Regions from separate parts of the Sus scrofa genome. Here regions 2, 3, 4 and 5 are each linked to region 1. A link is a contact called in public Hi-C and HiChIP or PLAC-seq data. All regions are on one chromosome and are shown on one strand. The core of a region is the stretch at or near the end of the contact, and the rest is flanking DNA. Distances in the headings are between cores, read along the strand shown. Region 1 overlaps TCF4 (transcription factor 4). Region 2 has its middle 250 kb from the start of TCF4. Region 3 has its middle 430 kb from the start of TCF4. Region 4 overlaps TCF4 (transcription factor 4). Region 5 has its middle 140 kb from the start of CCDC68.

Region 1 (2,700 bases), core at 81-2,580:
TCATGAGCATTTTTCCAATGTTCTTAGACATTTTCAAAAACATGATCTTTTAAAGGCAGCATCATATCCCATCATAGGTTCTTCCAAAATTTATTTAAACAGTTTCCTGTTGACCACTGTTTGGAACAGCCTTGTCTTTAAATACTTGTCTTCATTTACAAAGATATTAGGATAGTTTCCTAGGGAATTATTAGGTGAAAGGCTCTTTACATATCTTGTCAAATTGCTGTCTAGGAAGGCTGTGCCACTTTGCATTATTTTTATCTTATTAAGTTGGTATTGAAAAATCTGGTATCTGATTGTTTTTGTTTTAAAGTAGGTATTTTCTGGATTATTAATGACATTGGACATTTTTCAGGATCATGATTCTTATTATTTCATGTGTTAAATAAGGTGTTATCTGGAATTGCAGTGAATGCTACATGTCAATTAATTTAGCTCCAAATCTAATGCTTTGTAGTGATAATCAATTATTTTTAGTTTTTCACAAATCAGCTTTTGCTGTCTTTGTAACCAAAATGTCTGCCTAAGTGCAAATTACATTAGTTGAGAGTTAGTCTTATTTTACTTTTTGAGTATTATTTTTCAAAGCTGTCATTCTGTATAATTTTCTCCCTTTATATCATATAACTTTATTGAGAAGTGTAATTCTGCCTGGAATTATTTAGCTTTAGGTAAAACTTCTTTGTCTAAGAAATAGACTCTCAGGTATAAATACATTTTTGTTTTAAAAAATATTTTATTTAGGCCAAAGTTTTAAATCACTCATTGTATTTGACTGAATTTATAGTGTATTTAACCTTCATTCTGGAATACATTTTAAAACTCTCTTTTTAAAGTGCTTAGTGCAATTTTTATATGAAGTAAAATAAAAGTTGCCATTTTCACAAGTGAGTGTTTTAGTGGTAAGGCTGCTCTTTTGCTGTGTGAAATTTCCAAACTCCAGCATAGGGATTGAATGAAAATATTTATATTAATAAAGCAGCATAGGTAAATATTTTCAATTTCAGAAAAAAAGCAGAAAATGCCTCTTTCTTTCCTGTTGGAGTTACTTTATTATCTAAATCTAGGTTGTAAATCCACAAGTAAAACCAGCATTTTATTAGAATCTCATGCCATTCGTTCCATCTAATCAAATCATACCTCGCTGAACTATGTTCAAATACGTTGAAAAATAATTTACTGGCGTTGTGTTGAAAAAGAATATTAAAAGTATATGTGCGGTGTAGAGGAAACACTCAAAACAGATCTACCCAGACATCAACAGGATATTATTACCCCAAAGAAATGACGACAGTTTGCCAGCTAGATGCGTAGAGGAAGGAAATTTACAAACATCTCCAAGAGAGGCATGTTGAGGGGTTGAAGGAAATGAGGCACGTCCTGCTTTTATTGTGCTTATTGGAGTGGGATTCCCAGAAGACTGAACAAGGCTGTCCTGAGACCTCTGTTTGGCAAGGATCTTGTTGACTCATATTTTATTTTTGTTTCAGTAAAGGTCTGCTATTGTTCAATTTTCTACTGTGGCTTATAAACACAGAGCCAATATCATTTCCCCATCTATTGACTGATGTTTACAAATAAATGAAAATCTGCCGTCATCATTAACTCATGTTCTGTTTCCACTAAGCAAAGAAGAGGAACAGAGACGTCTCCTTAAAAGATGGACCTTTTACGTGGAGATCTCAGTTCACGTTGTATTTCAGAGTTTGCACGTTGTGTTTCAGAGTCTTAATCACCTGATATATTGGGGGAATTTATTACTTCCTTTTCCTATGGAAGAGGAAAAAGGAGATAAATATTTACAGAACCTGGGTTTCAAAAGCCTGCTTTTCGATTAAAATGTTTGATCTCTCAATGTCTGAGTCCTCTGCTTATAAGTTGAATCACTGGACCTTTATGTCTGAGATCATAAGACTTTCAGTTGGAAATGCCTGGTTTAGAGTAATGAATTCTTATGATGCTTTGAAATATTTAAAAAATTTCTGTCAAGTTGTACACTGAAATGGGAAATATTATAAACATTTCTGCTTGTTTTCGCTCTTTTTCTTGTATTTATCAAAATGCTGAGTGTCATAAATCTCTCTAGACAGAGAAGTACGGGAATGGAAATCTTTGGTTTTCTGCTGTGACTCAGTCTGAGGGGCAAGCGGAAGGCTATCTCTGGAGTTTTAGGTTATGAATTTGTCCCCTTAATTCTGAGTCAGAAGATGTGGTAACTGTCACTCTTATTCACTGAGTGACACCACACTTGGCTTTTTGTTTAGAAGACATTTAAAGGAGACACACATGAAAGGGAAAAATGGTGTGAGAAAGTGGAAGGCTAATGTTGGTTAAAATCTGGTTTTGCTTTCATTTCTTTTATTTATTCCTTAGGATGATTGCTTTCGATAATTTTTTTTTCCCCAGTCATTTTAATGTCTGAAAAATTCCAAAGAGAACTGTTATTTCAGCCCTTCAAAGGTATGTTTCAGGGTGAAGATAGGGACTGATCACCAAAGGAATTTCCCTGGCGGGAGTCCTAACATTTTAACTTCCCATGATTTTTTTTTCACCCTCTTTTCCTTTTATTTTTGGCTCTGACTCCCAGGAATGTCTGGTTTAAAGGAATTCCCATGGGAGGCAGGTTTGGATGATGTTGAAGGTTCTCCAGGTGCTTCTGAGGCAGGATTTTGAGAAATGATGTTCATTGAGAGATAA
Region 2 (2,700 bases), core at 118-2,617, 320 kb before region 1:
GACTGTCCCTCCTTCAATGTGTGCTGAGTTTGGTGGCCCTGGACAGGATTTTTGTTTTCATTTTAAATCCTAATTTTAGTCTAATTAGATTAATCTGTAAATCAGTGTTCTCCACTTAAAATTTTTCCATACCCATCTTTTTCTTCTAAGAGTAGCTGAGTGTGTTCTTGGAGTATTTTAACAGAAGTAATGGATTTCAATAGTTGTTGCAACAGTTCTTGGAACTCTTACATCTTCCAGTTGTACACAGATGATGAAAGGTAAAAATGAAATCTCCAATTTTTTATTTATACAGAGCTGAACTACTGATTGATAGGGCACTGATGGACATTCTACAGTTGTTATGAAACCATGTGTTAACATTATTTATCAAAGTAATAATGGGATGGTAATTGTGGTCTTTCTTATGGTAGAGAAGTAAGCAACCCAAACAGATACACCTACTTAATGACTTTAGCATCCAGCATTCAAAATCCAGTTAATAATTTGTTGCTTAAGACATATATAGAAACAGAAGTGCAGCCTGTCGATAATACAATGATTACTGTATTTGGCAGAATGGATTCCAGGTTTAATTCCAAGCTTAAGAAATTAACTTACAAATGATTTCAGAGATTCTACCAGAATGAGAAAACAACAGAACTACGTTTAACCCTTAAGCTGGCAGTCTATGGTAGGAACACTGCCAGCTATAAAAAATAATAATCAGAGGCCCATGAACTGCTCTTTTAAAATGGTTACATTAAAACCCAGACACCTGTAGTTTTACTAGTTGCTAAAACGGCTTGTAATTGCACATGCATGAAGCAGATGTGTAACCAGAGCTGTAGTAACTGGTTTCTATTAGACAAACACAGGTGAATGGTGAGCAGAAGGAGGAATGGAAAACTGAGATTTGTAAAGTTAAAATCTAACATTTGAGATTGCATGTAAACTTTGAAAACACTTTTTATTAACTATATATTGGCCTGTCTCTTGACTGCTTTTAAATCATGAATATTGACATTTCCCCAAATGGTCTGCTTAAGTATGGACAAGATAATAATGATGAACATTTATCCCCTAAGACATGCTCTTCAAAATACTAGTCTTACTGAAATGACTGCCAATGCTATATAGGAAACTTTTCAACAGACTTGAATTTTTTAGGGTTTTTTTTTTTTTTTTCTTTCTTTCCAGGTGTTTCTTTAAACAACATTGCTTGAAGGTCTTATATATATATATAAAAAAAATCAACATTAAAGGATATTTCCAGAAATTCAGTCTCTCAAAAAACACGAACTAGGGCCTTGATTCTTGCCTCCTGGAGTTTGGTTGTTATGAAATTTACAGTACGGTGTGTCAGCTCATCTGGGACTGAGTCACGCAGCCAGGGACACAGAGCGCAGAGGAAGTCATGTGAACCATTGCACAAATACATTTTTGTCAGCGTTTGGTTGGAGAGCTGGGACTCAGCTGAACTTTAGGGGATTGAATTTTAGTCCAAATGTTCCAAAATTCTGGTTTACAACAACATCTGGGGTGGTGGAGAGTGGATCGCTCATTTTGGAATTCCTTAGAAAGGAAAAATGAAATGCAGACAATAATGACATTCAACAAGAGCTGTCCTTCCAGAAATCCTCATCACACCTGGGATGGAACCTTTGAGCCAATGTTTCCTTTCAGATGTCTTAGAAAAAGGCGTGCAAACAGAATGAATGAGTTGGAGCACACAGGCGTCTCTGTGAAAACCTCTCTGAATTGAGAAGGAAAACAGGATATGTGTTCATGCTCCCATAACTCATCAGGAAAACTCATTCCAAGTCATTCCCAGGGATGATCTCCTCCCCCAGAAGACCTTATCTTTCCACATTTTTTCCATTCTGAAAACATATTTTTAAAAAACTCAAAAGTCTTTCTTGGAATGGAAATTCAGCCTCTTGCAGAATGTGAATGAATGACATGTTGACCTGAAGGTGCACATGGTATTTTTAAAGGGCTACGTGGCTATTCATTTTGGAGCCCCATCGGTTCTCTGGACTCAAATCATTCCTCTGAGACTAAGTGCCGTTGATGACGATGATGTTGAGGTGCAGAAAGAACCTGCTAAGTCTTCAGACTGGAGCAGAAACAGCCAACAGATTCAACAGGGCAAAACTCTTTGGATAATACAAAGCCATTTTGGATATTTCCACTATATCTGTTAAATATTCATCTATACCCTGACAACTATACTCTTGTTCCAGGAACTTGAAATTACTGGGTCTTTAAATTATTCCCAAAGCATAAACTGAGCACTCCTAGAAGTGTAGGAATTCCTTCAGACTAATGGTATACCATTTACTACATGATTGTTCTATAGTCTATTGGTGAGTGACAGAACTAAAAAAAAATGTCACCTTCCCATGTTTTAAGGTTGTGTATGCATTCTATTTCATGAGACCATGTAGGGCAACAGTTCTCAAACTTGGTTGTACATTAGGATGACAATTAAACTTTATTAAAATGTTTCTGCATTTTAATGGAATGGGCCTCAACCCCAGATTTGCATTTAGCTGGTGAGAGGACTCAACATCTGAAACACTTCCCAAAAGGTATATCTACTGATAATTTGCAATATGTAACCAGAACCAAAAAATCCTGATGAGGAGCTAATATCAAAACTCTGCACATGCACACTTGCAAAATAAAATTTAAAGACCCATGAAAATGGAGGGTTAT
Region 3 (2,700 bases), core at 176-2,675, 500 kb before region 1:
AAGTCTTCCTTCTTTCCTAATTGATATTCCCACAAATCATAGATGCTGGCCTGGCCTTACAAGGATGCAGAATAGGATTTTGTGTGTAGCTCATACTAGGAGAATAACAAATGTTTCCCTCCTAAAGCTATTGAGTTTCCTCAACCTGCATTAAATTTTACCATTAGATAGTCATTCCTTTTGCTTTGAAGCACTGTATCTACAGAAATTCCTGATTAAAAATGAAATATTTCTGTGGCTCACATACAAAGTAATTAATAGCCTAAGTCACAATTGGGTCACCCTATAATCTAACAACATTCCAATGTACACAAACATTAAGTTCCACTGAGGGGGTCAAGGGAAAGCTTGATAGTGTAGGGCATAATCTGGAGAGGTAGGCAGCTTAGGTAGGGATCTAAGTGCAGTGTAAAACTCAAGAGTGCAGAAGGTCACAGAAAAGCACTGAAGACACTCTTACCACTTTTAGCTTTGGGAGAAGTTGCAATACTCCAGGATAACCACAATCTTTTCATTGGGTGCTTAGAATTCTAATTTTCAAGGTGTTTCACCTATATTAGCACATTTAACACTCACAACATCCCTTCAAGGACGGTATTTCCTGAGAAGGAAACTAAGAGTGAGAGAAGGGAAGTGACTTGCCTAAAGTCACCAGGCTGTGAAATGGCAGGTCTCACAGCTCCTGAGCCCTTTGAACTCACCACAACTCTCCCTCCAGGTGCCAGGATTCACTCCCTGTGCCCACATCAATGCTCAGCAATCTCCCTCTGGGTAAAGGTGTCTCACACCTCATTTGATTTGAGTCAGGAAACATGGAGATGGACCAAAGAAAATAGGATTCTGGCTTTGATTCCCTATCAGTGAAATAAAGGACCAGGGATGTATAAGTGTGTGACACAGACACTGACACACACACACAGACATACACTCCCCCATGCACAGGATCACCAAGAAGAATATCTGTTCTAGGCTCATAATTCAACAAAAAGTCATCAGTGATTAAAGCATTTGAGCTTTGCTCCGATCTCTGGTTTCGCCTTGACTTTCAGCTCTCTGCTTCTTTCTCCTTTTCTCCCCGCCCACTTTTTAGTGGCCTTTGTTCTTCATTCCTGAGCCATCTGGTTGCAAAGTATGGTAGGAGCACAGTGCAGCAGGCACATGAAAAAGCAGTACAAAAAAAAATAGTAGGAGTGAAAACAAAAGACATGAAGATCCTGAATTTTTTATTTCTCTTTTCAGATGGAAATATCACGGCTCCCAGTTCAGAGGCAAAATGGGTGAGCAGGCATGGGGTCTTCAGATAGGAGATTGACAGATGTAGAAAGAGGGGAGGACAGAGGCCCTGGGCCACCCTGTGTATTGAGGCTAGGCTGGGGTATGGCCAGGCAAGCCACATGAGTGGTCTCTGGACCTGAGACGCATATCAGAGGAGGTATTAGAGGAACCACATAGCACACCTGCTTCCAATAGCCCCCATGCTGCCATGCTCAGCCTCCTGTACTGTGGAATTTATTTTTTCTGGAAGCCAAGCCTTCGAGTCTCTCCTTCCCTATAGAAAGCTTCTGTGTTTATGTCCATGGTCTCTACTATGAGAATGCATACAGCCACTACCTCAAATACCATAAATCCTCTCTCTCTCCCCCTTTCTGTCTGCCTGTTTATCTACAATCTGTCTATTTAAATTCTTTTTAAACAAGAAGGGAATATCTTTATGCCTGTTTGTAGGAATATTCTACATCCATCTGTTATTTACATCATTCGTTTTCCTGAGGTGTCTCCAACAAATCCTGGCTGGATGCACTGTATGTGTTATTAATAAAACAGCTGTAAAAATATTAACTGTACGGCCTAATTGTCAGCCCTGATTAGGAGCCAAGTTTATCCCCGGACGGATGCGGAGACTCAGAATTTGGGCTTCAATCCAGATCTGACCCTTGCAGCTCACTTTACATTTAATTCTTTGACCATTTAAGCTGCTCTGGCTTCTCCCACCCCCACCCCCCCAGGGATCCGTGCACATCCGGCCACTGGCCTCCTGACTCCTTCAGGTGGCGCTGCTCCAGCTTCCTGAATGCTCATGGCCAAGGCCTCTACCCCACTGGATTCCCCATCCCTTTGGTTAAACTTAGTCATGTGCTACATAATCACCTTTCCGTAAAGTAAAAGATGAGTAGAAATACTGTCAGCATTGTTTCTCTGCGCACACTGATAGGAAATTGCATTTGGAAAGTCTGTATTGGAAAATGTACCTCTAGTTAAAACCACAGGGTTAGGACATCAGAAAGACCCTCTGGATCGGCCAACAAAGTGATATTCCCTTAGTGTCCGGAATTAGATCAATCTTTCAGACAAACCTTCTGGATATGGAAGATAAATGAAGAGGTGATAATACATTTTATTTTTAATAAAGTATTCAAAATGAACCAAATGAGGGCAGAAGTTAGCAAATGAGATACTTCTGTTATTGTTCCCTTCTTAGTATAGTTAGATTAGCCCTGATGGGTTAAACCTAAGTGAGGTGTTTTCTGGGAGGAAAAACTATGTAGAAAAAAACTTGATTCTGTTGTTGTCCAGAAAACCCTGGCAATGTCTGTGTCATCTAGATTTTAGCTGATGGGAAGACAACAGGAAAAGACTCTTAGAAAGACTGGTATGGGAGTTCCTGTTGTGGCTCAGCAGGTTAAGAACCTGACTAGTATC
Region 4 (2,717 bases), core at 26-2,525, 280 kb after region 1:
TTTTTGATTCATAGCAGTATAAATTTATAGATAGATATTTCTAATGCTAGACCTCACTGTCCTGTGTAAATGTTCACTTAACAATAGGCCAAGAAAATAAATACCTACTTGGAAATGCCAGCAAAAACACTACTCATGTTCCTTCTGGTTTGCAAGTGCTTAATGGTCTTACTTGAAGGGGTACTCTGTAAAGTCAGCAATTGCTGTCTCAGTGCTACAAATTCAACATCTCTGGACCCCAGAGTGTAGGTGGTAGTAGTAGTTAATAAAAAGCTCAGCGGTAATTTTTGCAGACCAAGGCATCATGCTCTACTCTATAATTTTATTCTTGGAAGCCTGGAGAGTGTTCACAATATGGCGTCTTCCTAGGATCAGAATAGTGAAGGAAGAAAAAAATGGAAAAATGTCCAAACATCTTTGCATGGCAATGATGGCATTACTGGTGTGTTTAATAAAACCTTTATTGGTACATTTTCCGGTATGGTGGCATTGGCAGAAACGGTCCCCCTTTGGATTTGGAACTCAGCAGCTGATGAAATACAGTAAACATTAATTTGGAATGGGCTGCCAGTTTTGGAAAGCCAGGTGACATTTTATTATATTTGTACCGAGCAGGGGCTATGTCCCATACTGCTGTAGCTTCCGCTGTCAGAGGCTTAGCTGGCATTATGGAAAAAAAAAAATGGCAGGCCTGAGAATCTTATCCCCTGAAATGAAAGTCGAATGCCAAATTGAAATTCCTGTAGGATTTCCGATAGCAATGGGGGAATTGAGAAGCCCACAATTAAGCATATGGGCATTAAGATAATTGTCAGATCTGTTGGCGGACATGATAGAAGACAGATGGGTACGAATCAGTGCGCTCCACTGCAGCACCCTGGGAGACAATTTGACGTTTTACCTGCCTGAGCTACTCTGCCATATTTGTCACTGAATGTACAGCACGGCATCTTACGGAGCTCAAAGTGTTTTTTGCTGGGGACTCTAGGTGCATATGTGGTCCTTCAGCGCCCTCTAGTGAGATGCATTTGGGAGTATTGTTTTTCAAAGGCTAGCCTTCCTTAAGTGGGTCCTGGCTGCCCCCGGAAATAAATAGCTGGCACACCTCTGGTTCCCACTCATCTCTACAGTTCCTCTCCCCCTTGCAGGTTGGGGCCCATCGTGAAGACGGCGTGGCCCTGAGGGGCAGCCATTCTCTTGTCCCAAACCAGGTTCCAGTACCACAGCTTCCTGTCCAGTCTGCAACTTCCCCTGATTTGAACCCACCCCAGGACCCTTACAGAGGTAGGTCCGCCCCGGAGGGCCACTTCTGACCTCACTGAAACAATGGATCCAGTGTTAATCCCATGCTTACTTGGCATTCATCCCTCAGGAAGCACTGGCAGAAAACCAAGAATCCATTTTGATCCAAAAAATGGTAAGTAAATGGGCAAACGGAGCTGGCTAATTGTGTTTCTTCGGTCACTGTTTTCCTCCAGCATCCTCTGAAGTCCTACGACTATTTCAGCAGGGAATGAGACAACAGACTGATGAGAGGAAATTTTATTTTAGCTATTTCCACATTGTGCTCGTTCAGGACCTCTAATGTGGTTAGTTGCAGCCTGCACATGATATTTCCAAATGGATAGGAAGGAAGGAAATGGCTTTTGTTGTGTAAGATGGACGGAAATGCAGGTACATTTAAAACATGGAACTTGGTTGGATGATTTTTGCTCTTGAGTCATCAAGCCCCTAGGACTTGTGGCAGGACCACCTCCTACCACTGACTCCCGTCAACTTTCTGTGACCTCTGGAGGTGGTGCTGCCAGGGCAAGACCTGGGTCCCAGACTCCCCATTGACTGGCCGGCTAGGTGACTAGGGGACACTTACATAACCTCTCCTCCCCCTCCTGTTGAGAATAAAAATGATAACATTGCCGCAAGAATCAATACGGGTAAGCATTTTCCCACCTCTTAGACATTGTATGCATCTGAGTGGTAATTATGTATGTGGTATGCCTGCCCATTTTTATCTGACTAGCAATACTGTGATGGTCCTTTCTTTTAAAGAGCCTTTGGGTTTTCTTTCTCTGTCCTCGACCAGCAACCATATGAGCACAACCTGAGGATCTTGGTAAAATGCCAATTTTGATTCAGTTGGCCTGGGGTTCTGCATTTCTCTTAGGCTCCCAGGAGCATAAGGAACTCCCAGGAAATAAGAATGCTCCTGGCCCACTGACCAGATTTTGAGTGACAAGATCCTAGACTTCACAGATTACAAATAGAAGAAATAGCAAATAGACACATATCTGCCCCAGAAATGAATGATTACATTAGGGCCAGAGTAGAAAATACATTTTGCTCTTAGAAAGTTAACAGTGATAAAGCTAGTAAAGTCTTCAGTGAGCAAGTAACTGCTTTCCATATGTACCATTTTTAAATGCTGATTACTCCTGGAGGATAAGAGAAGCCTAATTTCGGAATTTCATTAGGGTATCTATTGAAGCCTTGACTGTACATATTTAGCGTACTCCCTGGGAATTATATTTTAAGGACATTTTTCTATTAAATCATTGCATATGGAAGAAACTCAATATAATAGCTGATATTTACTTGGGTTCTTAATCAGAACATTGAGGTGTGTGATTTTCATGATTATGATTTTCATTGCAATTAAGTTGATGTTTTGTAGACAGTGAAATTACCATCTACTCCAAAAGATTGCAAAATAGAATTTA
Region 5 (2,700 bases), core at 138-2,637, 390 kb after region 1:
TCTATTAAAAAGGTAAAAATGCAACTATATTCTGAGGGCAATCTCTGTGCCAGGGACTTGGATAACCATTTCTATCATTTCTAGGCTCTAAACAGACTCAAACAAGACCAGTTAGTTAGTTCCTGGTTTCTGAGGAGTCAAGGATCCTGTTTAGATGTGAGTTCACGGAAACGGAGTTAATAGGGTTTCTCAGTCGCTGGGAAAAAAAAAATGCCTTCACTTTAAGAAAGAAGACAAAAAAGTATGTGACCAGTCTGGTAGTCAATTCCAGTGTGTGTTTGGAGCAGGAGGGGGACCGCTCTGAATGTCCAAGGGCAGCGGGCACACAGTCAGGCAGCACAGAGCTGGGACCAAGGCCTCCTGACCAGGGAGAGGTGCAGACAGCAGGCAGCACTTCCATGCGCAGCCCGAGACTCATTTCTGTACCTGGCCCAGCCTCCCAACCCCATCAGCTGTCAAGTTGCTGGGAGAAAAGTGCTATGAAGGCAATGGGACTCATCTCCTTCTAGCTGTTATTCTATGCTACTATGGTCATGACTTCTGTTTAATATATTCTGACCGGCAACAGCATCTCAGTGCTCGGCAGACCACAGAACTGAGCATGGCTGTTGCTGTTATACAATAGTCTGAAATTTTAAATCTACAGACCCAGGATCCTCAGAGAAGGAAGGGAAGGCTCTGAAGAGTAAACAGCAGGGGGTACGTCCTCAGTCCACGATTTGGTAACCTTGATCTCAGGCCTCGTCCAGAGGACTCTCTGCCCAAATTGCCCCAGAGGACATCGATTTCTTTTCTTCCTCCCTTCTTCCCTCCCTTTCCTTCCCTTTCCTTCCCTTCCCTTCCCCTTCTCCTTCCTTCTTTCCTTCCTTCCTTCCTTCCTTCCTTCCTTCCTTCCTTCCTCTTTCTTTCTTTCTCTCTCTCTTTTTTCTTTCTTTCTCTCTTTCTGCCACTACCAAGGCATGTGGAAATGCCTGAGCCAGGGATTGAACCAGCACCACAGTAATGACCTGGGCTGCTGCAGTGATAATGCCGCTGCGCCACAATGGACCTCCTAGGACACTGATTTTGGACACCTTAAGAAAGTCTTTTCAAAACCAGCGAGAATTCAGAAATGACTTGATGGGCTTAAGAATTTAGTTTGTTTTGGCTATTGGCAGATTGCAGAGAGAAGGGACCCCATGACAAATTAGGATCAATAATCACTGGAAATATCACATTTCCCATTTTGCTAATAAGCAAGTCACTGGGAGACTAACAGCCGACAAGAGCTCAGTCCAGACTTTGCCTGGCATTTCTAGCATCCCAAATTAGCAGCAAGTGTCATCAAGCATACAGGAGGAATTCCAGAGGAACCAAATCATTGCTCTCCAAATAGATGGAGAGAGGATGTAGTGAGGGGTCAGAAGTGGAGAGGACAGGCACAGGAAACCTTTGTGGTGTCATTTCTGTCCCAGAACAGGATGCCGGAAGGTGAGGGGTCAAAGCAAAGGGAAGTCTAACATCATAGTACAAAACGTAATCAGGAATGATTGGATTTTAATTGTTTCATTCTTCAGGGCAAGTGCTGCATGATCACTTAGCCATTGAATCTCTATTGTTTTACATTTCTTAAAGTTTATTTTTAATTTAAAGTCAGTAAATGAAAGGTTCAACAAACAAAAGTAGAGGTGGGGGAGAAGTCAAGGAGGAGCTTGTTAAAAAATGCAAACACTGAGGGACTTTTCTTTCTTTTCTCTCCTTTTTTTAAAATTTTCCCACTGTACAGCAAGGGGATCAAGTTATCCTTACATGTATACATTACAATTACATTTTTTTTTCCCCAAGAGGGACTTTTCTGTTGGACTCTCTCAAGCTGCTTCTTCCACTGGATATCTGGGTTGTAATTTGGAGCTTCAGCTCTGGCTTTGGCCCTATGCAGCTTCCTTGGATGTCCAGTCTTACCAAGTTATCTTTCTATAAACTCTCTTCACCTTCTGGTGGTACATAAAGAAGGACTCTTCAGCTGGCCAAAGAGGGAGTAGAAACTTTCAGCATCCCTTGGATTACCTGAGGTTCCCCTCACCCCAACAATTCCAGATGCTTAGAACTAACAAGCAGTTCATTGATAGTGTCAATATCAATGGTAAAGAAACCACGAATGATATCTCTCTTTACAAGTGAATTTCCCATGGACGATCCCAGTCTATATCCACCAGGGAGAAAGCGCACATGGCTCAGGTAACAACATGCAGAGTCACATGTCCCCAGTAGCTAGAGTGTTGGGGGTTGGAGAAAAGAGTTCACAAACCTGACCTCGGAATGTGGAAAGCTCTCAGTCTCTGAAAGTGTTCTCCCAGGTGGATGCAGCATCGTGTTCCAAGTTCTTCCAGGATCCTCCAAAATCAATGTGAAGTTCTTTGGAAAAACTTGCATGGTGTTCAGAGGGTGCCCATCTGCTATCGCCCTGACTGTCTGCATTTTAATTTTTGAACTCTAGTCCAGGAAACCTTCCTCAAACTCCACTCCATTCCCTGACAGAGTACGGGAAACTCCACCTTGGGACTTTTTTGTACTCGTGTTCTCCCATATCCTCAGGATGGCACTAAAACTGGGACTACAAGAGCTGCATGTAGGCATGACACATGATGGGAAATGATGGGCTCTGTCAGATGGATGGTACCCCCAGTACCTCCCATGGGCAGGTCTAGCCACTCAGCCCTA

What was found. Hi-C and Micro-C count contacts between places; a contact is called where the count stands out from the background. HiChIP or PLAC-seq counts read pairs in DNA pulled down with a chosen protein or histone mark.
Region 2: a contact with region 1 is called in an H3K27ac HiChIP or PLAC-seq map of skeletal muscle, with 4 times the contacts expected there. The contact joins two enhancer-like sites. A contact is called at or near these places in 1 of 47 Hi-C or Micro-C datasets (liver) and 1 of 2 datasets of contacts at active chromatin or transcription factors (skeletal muscle).
Region 3: a contact with region 1 is called in a Hi-C map of skeletal muscle, with 5 times the contacts expected there. The contact joins two enhancer-like sites. A contact is called at or near these places in 2 of 47 Hi-C or Micro-C datasets (heart right ventricle and skeletal muscle) and 1 of 2 datasets of contacts at active chromatin or transcription factors (skeletal muscle).
Region 4: a Hi-C map of skeletal muscle shows a contact between it and region 1, with 2.6 times the contacts expected there. The contact joins two enhancer-like sites. A contact is called at or near these places in 7 of 47 Hi-C or Micro-C datasets (embryonic fibroblasts, heart right ventricle, liver and 4 more) and 1 of 2 datasets of contacts at active chromatin or transcription factors (skeletal muscle).
Region 5: a contact with region 1 is called in a Hi-C map of skeletal muscle, with 4 times the contacts expected there. The contact joins two enhancer-like sites. A contact is called at or near these places in 3 of 47 Hi-C or Micro-C datasets (heart right ventricle, retroperitoneal adipose tissue and skeletal muscle) and 1 of 2 datasets of contacts at active chromatin or transcription factors (skeletal muscle).

The regions. Positions count from the first base shown.
Region 1 is chr1:105,004,056-105,006,755 of Sscrofa11.1, reverse strand. All of the region lies in intron 3 of TCF4 (transcription factor 4), which reads left to right. Among named protein-coding and RNA genes, the nearest start is that of TCF4, 75 kb to the left of the region's middle. Within about 2 kb of position 1,330, at least 28 of the 83 cell types and tissues checked have an H3K27ac peak or open chromatin away from gene starts, as enhancers often do. A contact at or near this core is called in skeletal muscle and subcutaneous adipose tissue, where this site is marked.
Region 2 is chr1:105,326,543-105,329,242 of Sscrofa11.1, reverse strand. No RefSeq gene overlaps it. Among named protein-coding and RNA genes, the nearest start is that of TCF4, 250 kb to the right of the region's middle. Within about 2 kb of position 1,367, at least 9 of the 83 cell types and tissues checked have an H3K27ac peak or open chromatin away from gene starts, as enhancers often do. A contact at or near this core is called in skeletal muscle, where this site is marked.
Region 3 is chr1:105,507,531-105,510,230 of Sscrofa11.1, reverse strand. No RefSeq gene overlaps it. Among named protein-coding and RNA genes, the nearest start is that of TCF4, 430 kb to the right of the region's middle. Within about 2 kb of position 1,425, at least 8 of the 83 cell types and tissues checked have an H3K27ac peak or open chromatin away from gene starts, as enhancers often do. A contact at or near this core is called in skeletal muscle, where this site is marked.
Region 4 is chr1:104,725,004-104,727,720 of Sscrofa11.1, reverse strand. It overlaps TCF4 (transcription factor 4), which reads left to right. Exons shown (of 20, transcript XM_021093491.1): 16 at 1,149-1,284. Among named protein-coding and RNA genes, the nearest start is that of CCDC68, 250 kb to the right of the region's middle. Within about 2 kb of position 1,275, at least 20 of the 83 cell types and tissues checked have an H3K27ac peak or open chromatin away from gene starts, as enhancers often do. A contact at or near this core is called in skeletal muscle and subcutaneous adipose tissue, where this site is marked.
Region 5 is chr1:104,612,033-104,614,732 of Sscrofa11.1, reverse strand. No RefSeq gene overlaps it. Among named protein-coding and RNA genes, the nearest start is that of CCDC68, 140 kb to the right of the region's middle. Within about 2 kb of position 1,387, at least 3 of the 83 cell types and tissues checked have an H3K27ac peak or open chromatin away from gene starts, as enhancers often do. A contact at or near this core is called in skeletal muscle, where this site is marked.